Linked DNA regions of Macaca mulatta: region 2 is linked to region 1. The links are chromatin contacts, called in public Hi-C maps. All regions are on one chromosome and are shown on one strand. The core of a region is the stretch at or near the end of the contact, and the rest is flanking DNA. Distances in the headings are between cores, read along the strand shown. Region 1 holds the start of DYNLL2 (dynein light chain LC8-type 2). Region 2 holds the start of SRSF1 (serine and arginine rich splicing factor 1).

What was found. A called contact is a pair of places that touch in the nucleus more often than the background predicts.
Region 2: a Hi-C map of fetal cortex germinal zone shows a contact between it and region 1, with 4 times the contacts expected there. The contact joins the promoter of SRSF1 here to the promoter of DYNLL2 in region 1. A contact is called at or near these places in 4 of 14 Hi-C or Micro-C datasets (cortical neurons, fetal cortex germinal zone, fetal cortical plate and 1 more).

The regions. Positions count from the first base shown.
Region 1 is chr16:51,906,753-51,909,452 of T2T-MMU8v2.0, reverse strand. It overlaps DYNLL2 (dynein light chain LC8-type 2), which reads left to right and starts at 1,351. Exons shown (of 3, transcript XM_015119163.3): 1 at 1,351-1,607.
Region 2 is chr16:51,982,117-51,985,125 of T2T-MMU8v2.0, reverse strand. It overlaps SRSF1 (serine and arginine rich splicing factor 1), which reads right to left and starts at 1,565. Exons shown (of 4, transcript NM_001195549.3): 1 at 1,169-1,565; 2 at 576-760; 3 at 36-208. The coding sequence starts at 1,362.

The sequences.
Region 1 (2,700 bases), core at 102-2,601:
AAACGAACACTAACTTTTGATGCTTCAAACCAGAGCAGGCCAGGGCCAGGGCAAGTCTCACTTCCTGACATGGTTTGGAGAGGCGAAGGGAAAAAGATAGGAGTGGGAGCTATCCCTGGCAGCTTCTTAAACCCGACGGTATGGCCAAAATGCTTGGTTCCCAATAAAGGCTCATCAGCCCTTGAGGTAGACACTTTTGTATAAAACAGACCAGAAAGAAAACCGTAGGCCTGAGGATCTTTCCTGGAAGTGGGGTGGAGTGACAGCAGGCAGGCTCCCAACGCGCACGTTCACACCCATCCTCCCGGGAGTCTCTTGAGCCTCCAGAGGGGCTGCTGCCTGGGTGCACCGCTTTTCAGCTAGAAGCGAGTCAAGCCTGACCTGCGGGATCCGGCAGGGCTCTCCCCTCTCTGTACTTGGATTCTCTCCTTTATAAAGGGAGGGATGTGGATGGGTGGTTTTTGAAGGCTCCTCACAGTTCTGACAGGCACCACCTCTAGGGGCTTCTATTCACTCTCCTCCAGTCCTGTCTACCTGGACAGGCAGGGACAGACGACAAGAAATGGCTCACTCTCACCCCCATCCCAGGACCCCAAGGCCATAAATGTGCAAGGACAGCAGAGGCCTGCGTACCAAAGACACCCCCCCATCAATTTTGCTTCGGCTCTGTCTCCATTGCTCTTGTAGATAAATACTGGCTGGGGGCCCAGCTGGGAGTTTAGGTCCTTCAGCCTCAAAGAACAAAGGCTGAGCTGGAGGAAGAAGGGACCGTCCCGGAAGGTGAGGTGAGGGGGTCGTGGGGCTCCTATGCCTCTCCCTCTCCATAGGGCTGGCTGTCCCTCTCTTTCCCACAGATACGGGAGGAGAGAGTGTCCTGTCTTTTCCTCTGAGGCTGATGACTTCATCTCCTCCCCTTCCTCTCTCTAAGGTTGGGGTTTCTACCTCAGCCCCATCTGTTCCCTGGGTCTGAAATCTCCATCCCCTTCTCCCCTTTTCTTCCTTGGGACTGGGGTCTCCACACCCCTCCCTCTCCTCCTCTCTCAGGACCACGTCTCTCTATTCCTTTTCAGGCCTGGCCTCTCCAGCCTCGGGCGTAGGGGTCCGCATTCCTCTCCTTTCTTAAGGCCACGGCTCCCTCCCCCACCCGCTCCAGCTCCTCCTCCCCACCCCCTCCCTCCGCCCCGAGGCATTGTGGGAGGAAACAAGATGTGGGGCGAGAGCGGCGCGGGGAGAAGCCCGCAGTGCGGGGCCGGGCGGGCGCAGCCAATGGGGAGCGCGGACGGCGGCGCGCGCGGCGGGGGGGCGGGGGCGGGGCGCTATTTCAGCGGGGGCCGCGCGTCGGCCGCGCTCAGCGGCAGAGCGGAGCGGAGCTGTGAGGCGCCAACGCTGAGCGGGCGGGCGGGCCGGCGGCGCGAGGCGGAGCGCGGGCGGCCGGCGAAACTCCCAAGGGCGGACCGCGGCAGGGAGCGATCGGCCCCGGGCTGCGGGAGCCGGAGACCGCGGCGGCGGCGGCTGCAGGAGGAGCCCAGGGGACACCGCCCCTGCCTGTGCTCTGCCTCGGGCCATCGCTGCTCCCCAGGGCCCCGTGCGGACTCGCCTCCGTGAAGGTGAGCGGTGGGTGGGGGCGTCCCCCGGTGGCGGGCCTGTGCCCGTCGCGTGCGGCTCCACACGCCCCGGCCCTCGCCGAGGTCGCCCTACGGCCTCCTCAACTGGCCCCAAGGCCTGGAACAGGGCTGGCCCCGCAGTCCTTGGCGTTGACGGTCCGGGCAGCGCCGCGCGCCCCCGCTGCCCCTCCCTCTGGGCGCAGCCCCAGCTGCGCCACCCTCTGCCCCGTCCACCCTCGTGGCGCTGCTGGAGGCCTGGGCTGCGGAGCTGCCGCTGCGCCCGCCACCCCGGGGAGTCTCCCTGCGCTGCGTGGAGGCCCCTGATATCAGGGGCCGGGGAAGAGGGGGTGGAGAGGGCTTGGGCGTGACGCGGCTCCTCCTGCCGCCACCGCCACCCTCTGGGGCGTCCTTCCTGCAGCGAGGACGCCCAGTCACTCCGGCGCTGTTCCAGGCCGGGCGGGGGAGGGCGGCCGACCGGCCAGAGCCTGCGGACCTGGCCGGCGGCGCGGGCGGGAGGTGGGGGGGGGAGGAGGATGCTTCCTCGTTCCCCAGGTGCTGCCCTTTGGGACCTCAGCGCTCTGGAGGATGGGATAGTGGAGGGATACGGCCCCCTTGGAGAGCCCGAAGAGGGAAGTAGAAGTGTGTGTCTATTGGCGGGTGGGGATGGTGGTCCGTGTCATTCGGAGATTTAGCCTTTTTTTTGGGTTGCAAAACCAAGAATAGAAGATGGGAGCTGTCCTGGAGTGCCCTTTGCGCTTTTCACAGGAGCCCTGGCTCGTGACTGAGGCGGCTGGCCTGGGGCCCTCTGGCCATCCTCCTCTTATCTGGAGGCCCAGGTCCCTTGCTTTTTCCCCAGGAGGGAGGGGCTAGACTGGACACCTTCCTCTGCTTTGCTCACTGGCACCTTGGACAGGGGTGGTAGGGGTTGGGCTTCAACTCTCTCAGATGCCTGGGGGGCAGGGGTGAAGAATCGTGCCATTGTAGTCACAAGACCAATATTATGTAACCGGAGGCTGTCTCCTGGAGAGTAAAGTGGCTTTTAATTACTGTAACAAAGTTGCCCCTTTGGACTTTGGGAATGAGGCAGTGGAGCAGG
Region 2 (3,009 bases), core at 316-2,815, 75 kb before region 1:
TTCTGGTCAAAGAAAAGAATAAGCGTATAACCTACCTCATGAGATCTAAACTTAGTGTTATCCAGTTTTCGAACTGCATAGGTCATATCTTCTTTCCGTACAAACTCCACGACACCAGTGCCATCTCGGTAAACATCAGCATAACATACATCACCTGCTTCACGCATGTGATCCTTTAAATCCTGCCAACTTCCACTTGGAGGCAGTCCTGAAAAAGTGATTTTTTTTCTTAGTATCAATTATCTTAAATTTCACGTTAAGCTGGTAAGGTACATTAGAACAAAGAGTACTTTAAAATACTTAATAGGTGTACTTAAGTGATACCAGGTAAAGAGCTGGTAAGATTCTGGGATCCAGAGTCCAAAATTATTTGTAACGGATCTTCGTATCTAGTACCGCAACCTAATTTGGTAAATCACCACAGCAGCAATCCTCGTTTATTAAATTCACCCAAAAACTAAAGCAATTTAAGACCTAGCATGAAAAATTTGCAATTGTTAAACCGATCATGCAAGACAAAAATTTTAGGTAGCTTCCGTCCCTTCACATCAATCCACACAACCAAGTACACTCACCAGAGACAACCACTCTGTTTTCAGACCGCCTGGATGGGGGGCCATAGCGACCTCGGGGAGCTCCGCCACCTCCACCCCCGCCGCCGCCTCGGCCTGTTCCACGGCCGCTTCGAGGAAACTCCACCCGCAGACGGTACCCATCGTAATCATAGCCGTCGCGACCATACACCGCGTCTTCCGCGTCTCTGCGGGATCGCAGAAAGTAAAAGGCATGAGAAAGACCAGGAGGAGAAGCTCGCTCAGTCGGGAACCCCCCGCACATGCGCACCCAACGTGGAAGAGCCCACATGCGCCGCATAATAGGAATGGCCCCTCCCCCACCCAGAAACACGCCAGGCTCCCAACCACTACACCAGCCCTCAGCGCCTCAGTTTCCCGCTCCAGCCTGCGAATGGGCTCCGGGGACGTCCAAGGCGAGGCGCCAGAGAAGCCACACCAACTCAGCTCCTTACTCGACTCCTGCATGGGCGATACAGTCTCGCCCCAACCTCTCTAAGAGCCCCCGCTTCCCCGTTCTCTATGTTAAGGCCTTGGAGCCTTCCCCGACTACTCGGACCTATTTCCTCAAGGCTGCAAGCCCCATGCCGCCTCACCGCGGGTCCTCGAACTCAACGAAGGCGAAGGGCGGTCCCCCGCGGCGATTCTTGAGGTCGATGTCGCGGATAGCGCCGTATTTGTAGAACACGTCCTCAATGTCCTTGGTTCGGATGTCTGGAGGTAAGTTACCCACGTAGATGCGGCAATCGTTGTTCCCTGCGGGGCCACGAATCACACCACCTCCCGACATGGCGGTGACGAAAAGCGCGGACTCGAGAACAGGCCTTCCCACCAAGCCTAGCGCACCGCAGAGCGAGCCCGCAGCGGCACCACGTCTCCCGCGGCCCCTCCAAAATGGCGCCTTTATCAGCTCGGCGCACGGATATGGGGGGGAGACAGAGGAAGAGAAGCGGAAGGAAACAGCGATTCGATCCCAACACGCACGCGCGGGAGCGCAACGGGTGCTGCGAGGGATACGCGCAACGCACGCGCACGCACGCGCGACGTCACCCTCCGCACGAAGGGGGAAAAAAAGTCCCCCGCGTTCCCCGCTTGGGGTGGTTTGCGAATAGAGTGAGCAGCCGTTTGGTAAAAGTTAAATAAAGAACTCTCGTTAAAGGAGCTAGTCATCCAGGTCGAGTCTTGAAGGATAGTCAATTTCCCCAGGAATGAGGAGCTTTGAAAGCAACTCGGCGCCTTCAAAGGACTTGGTGAAACCTAGCCTAAAGCCTTGTCCCACCATGCTCTGCGGCGATAACGGCCTTTGGCGGGAAAGAGACTCGGAGGCGGGGCTAAAGGGGGAGGGCTCGGGCCGTTGCTCCGGAAACCCGGGTATCTTCGTAGAGTGCGTCTAGTCCAGAGCTGAGTTGCCGGTGACTGAATAGAGAGCTGGGGCGTTGGTTTGTCTTCCCGCCCCTGCTGCGAACAAGCTGTGGCTGCTTAGACAGATGTGTCTAATTTAGCGAAACCGGTTTAGATTCCTTAATCCTTTTCATTAAGAACCATTCCACCTTCTCGTCAGAACTTTGCATAGCTCAGTTCAGCACTCTTTGTGCTAGTCGCAGTGGGCCCGTACCCCGACCTTTCAACGTGGTACCCGCCAACCAGAAGGGGTAACAGTACTGCTTCTGGTACCCACACCTCTTTATCTCTTGTTAATCGCCTATCCGTGGGACTAGCGCAGATTGCCTGCAGAATGAATTGTTTCTGTTGTTTCCTTTTAAAGAACGAGAAGGAAGAAAAGGTGCGTGTGTGCAGTCCTTTTTTCAAAAGTTTCCTCTAAAAGTTACTGAAATTGAAAATACCGGTCCTCCCAGGTAATAAAATGGACCGAAATGGATGAGAGCCGTGTCCACTAGAGACCGCGGTTGCTATTCAGGACTGTGATCTTATTTGCCTGCGACATTGGGAGATAACATTTTACATTTTTTTTCGACGTCTGCAATCTGGATTTTTATGTGAAATCCTGGGATTTTTAAACGTCGCTAATGAATTCAAATTAAAATTAGGCTGGGCGCGGTGGCTCACGCCAGCACTTTGGGAGGTAGAGGCGGCAGATCACTTGAGGTCAGGAGTTCGAGACCAGCCTGGCCAACATGGTGAAATCCCGTCTCTACTGAAAAAAAAAAAATTAGCCGGGCTTGGTGGCGGGCGCCTGTAATCCAGCCTACTCGGGAGGCTGAGGCAGGAGAATCGCTAGAACCCTGGAGGTGGAGGTTGCAGTGAGCCGAGATCGCGCCATTGCGCTGCAGCCTGGGCTACAGAGTAAGACTCCTCCTAAAAAAAAAAAAAAAAAAAAAAAAAAAAAAAGGAGGGGGAAACAACAACAAAATCAAATCCTGCAGTCATAAATTTGCGATAACAGATCTACACCGTGAATTTCAGGGATAATGTTCTT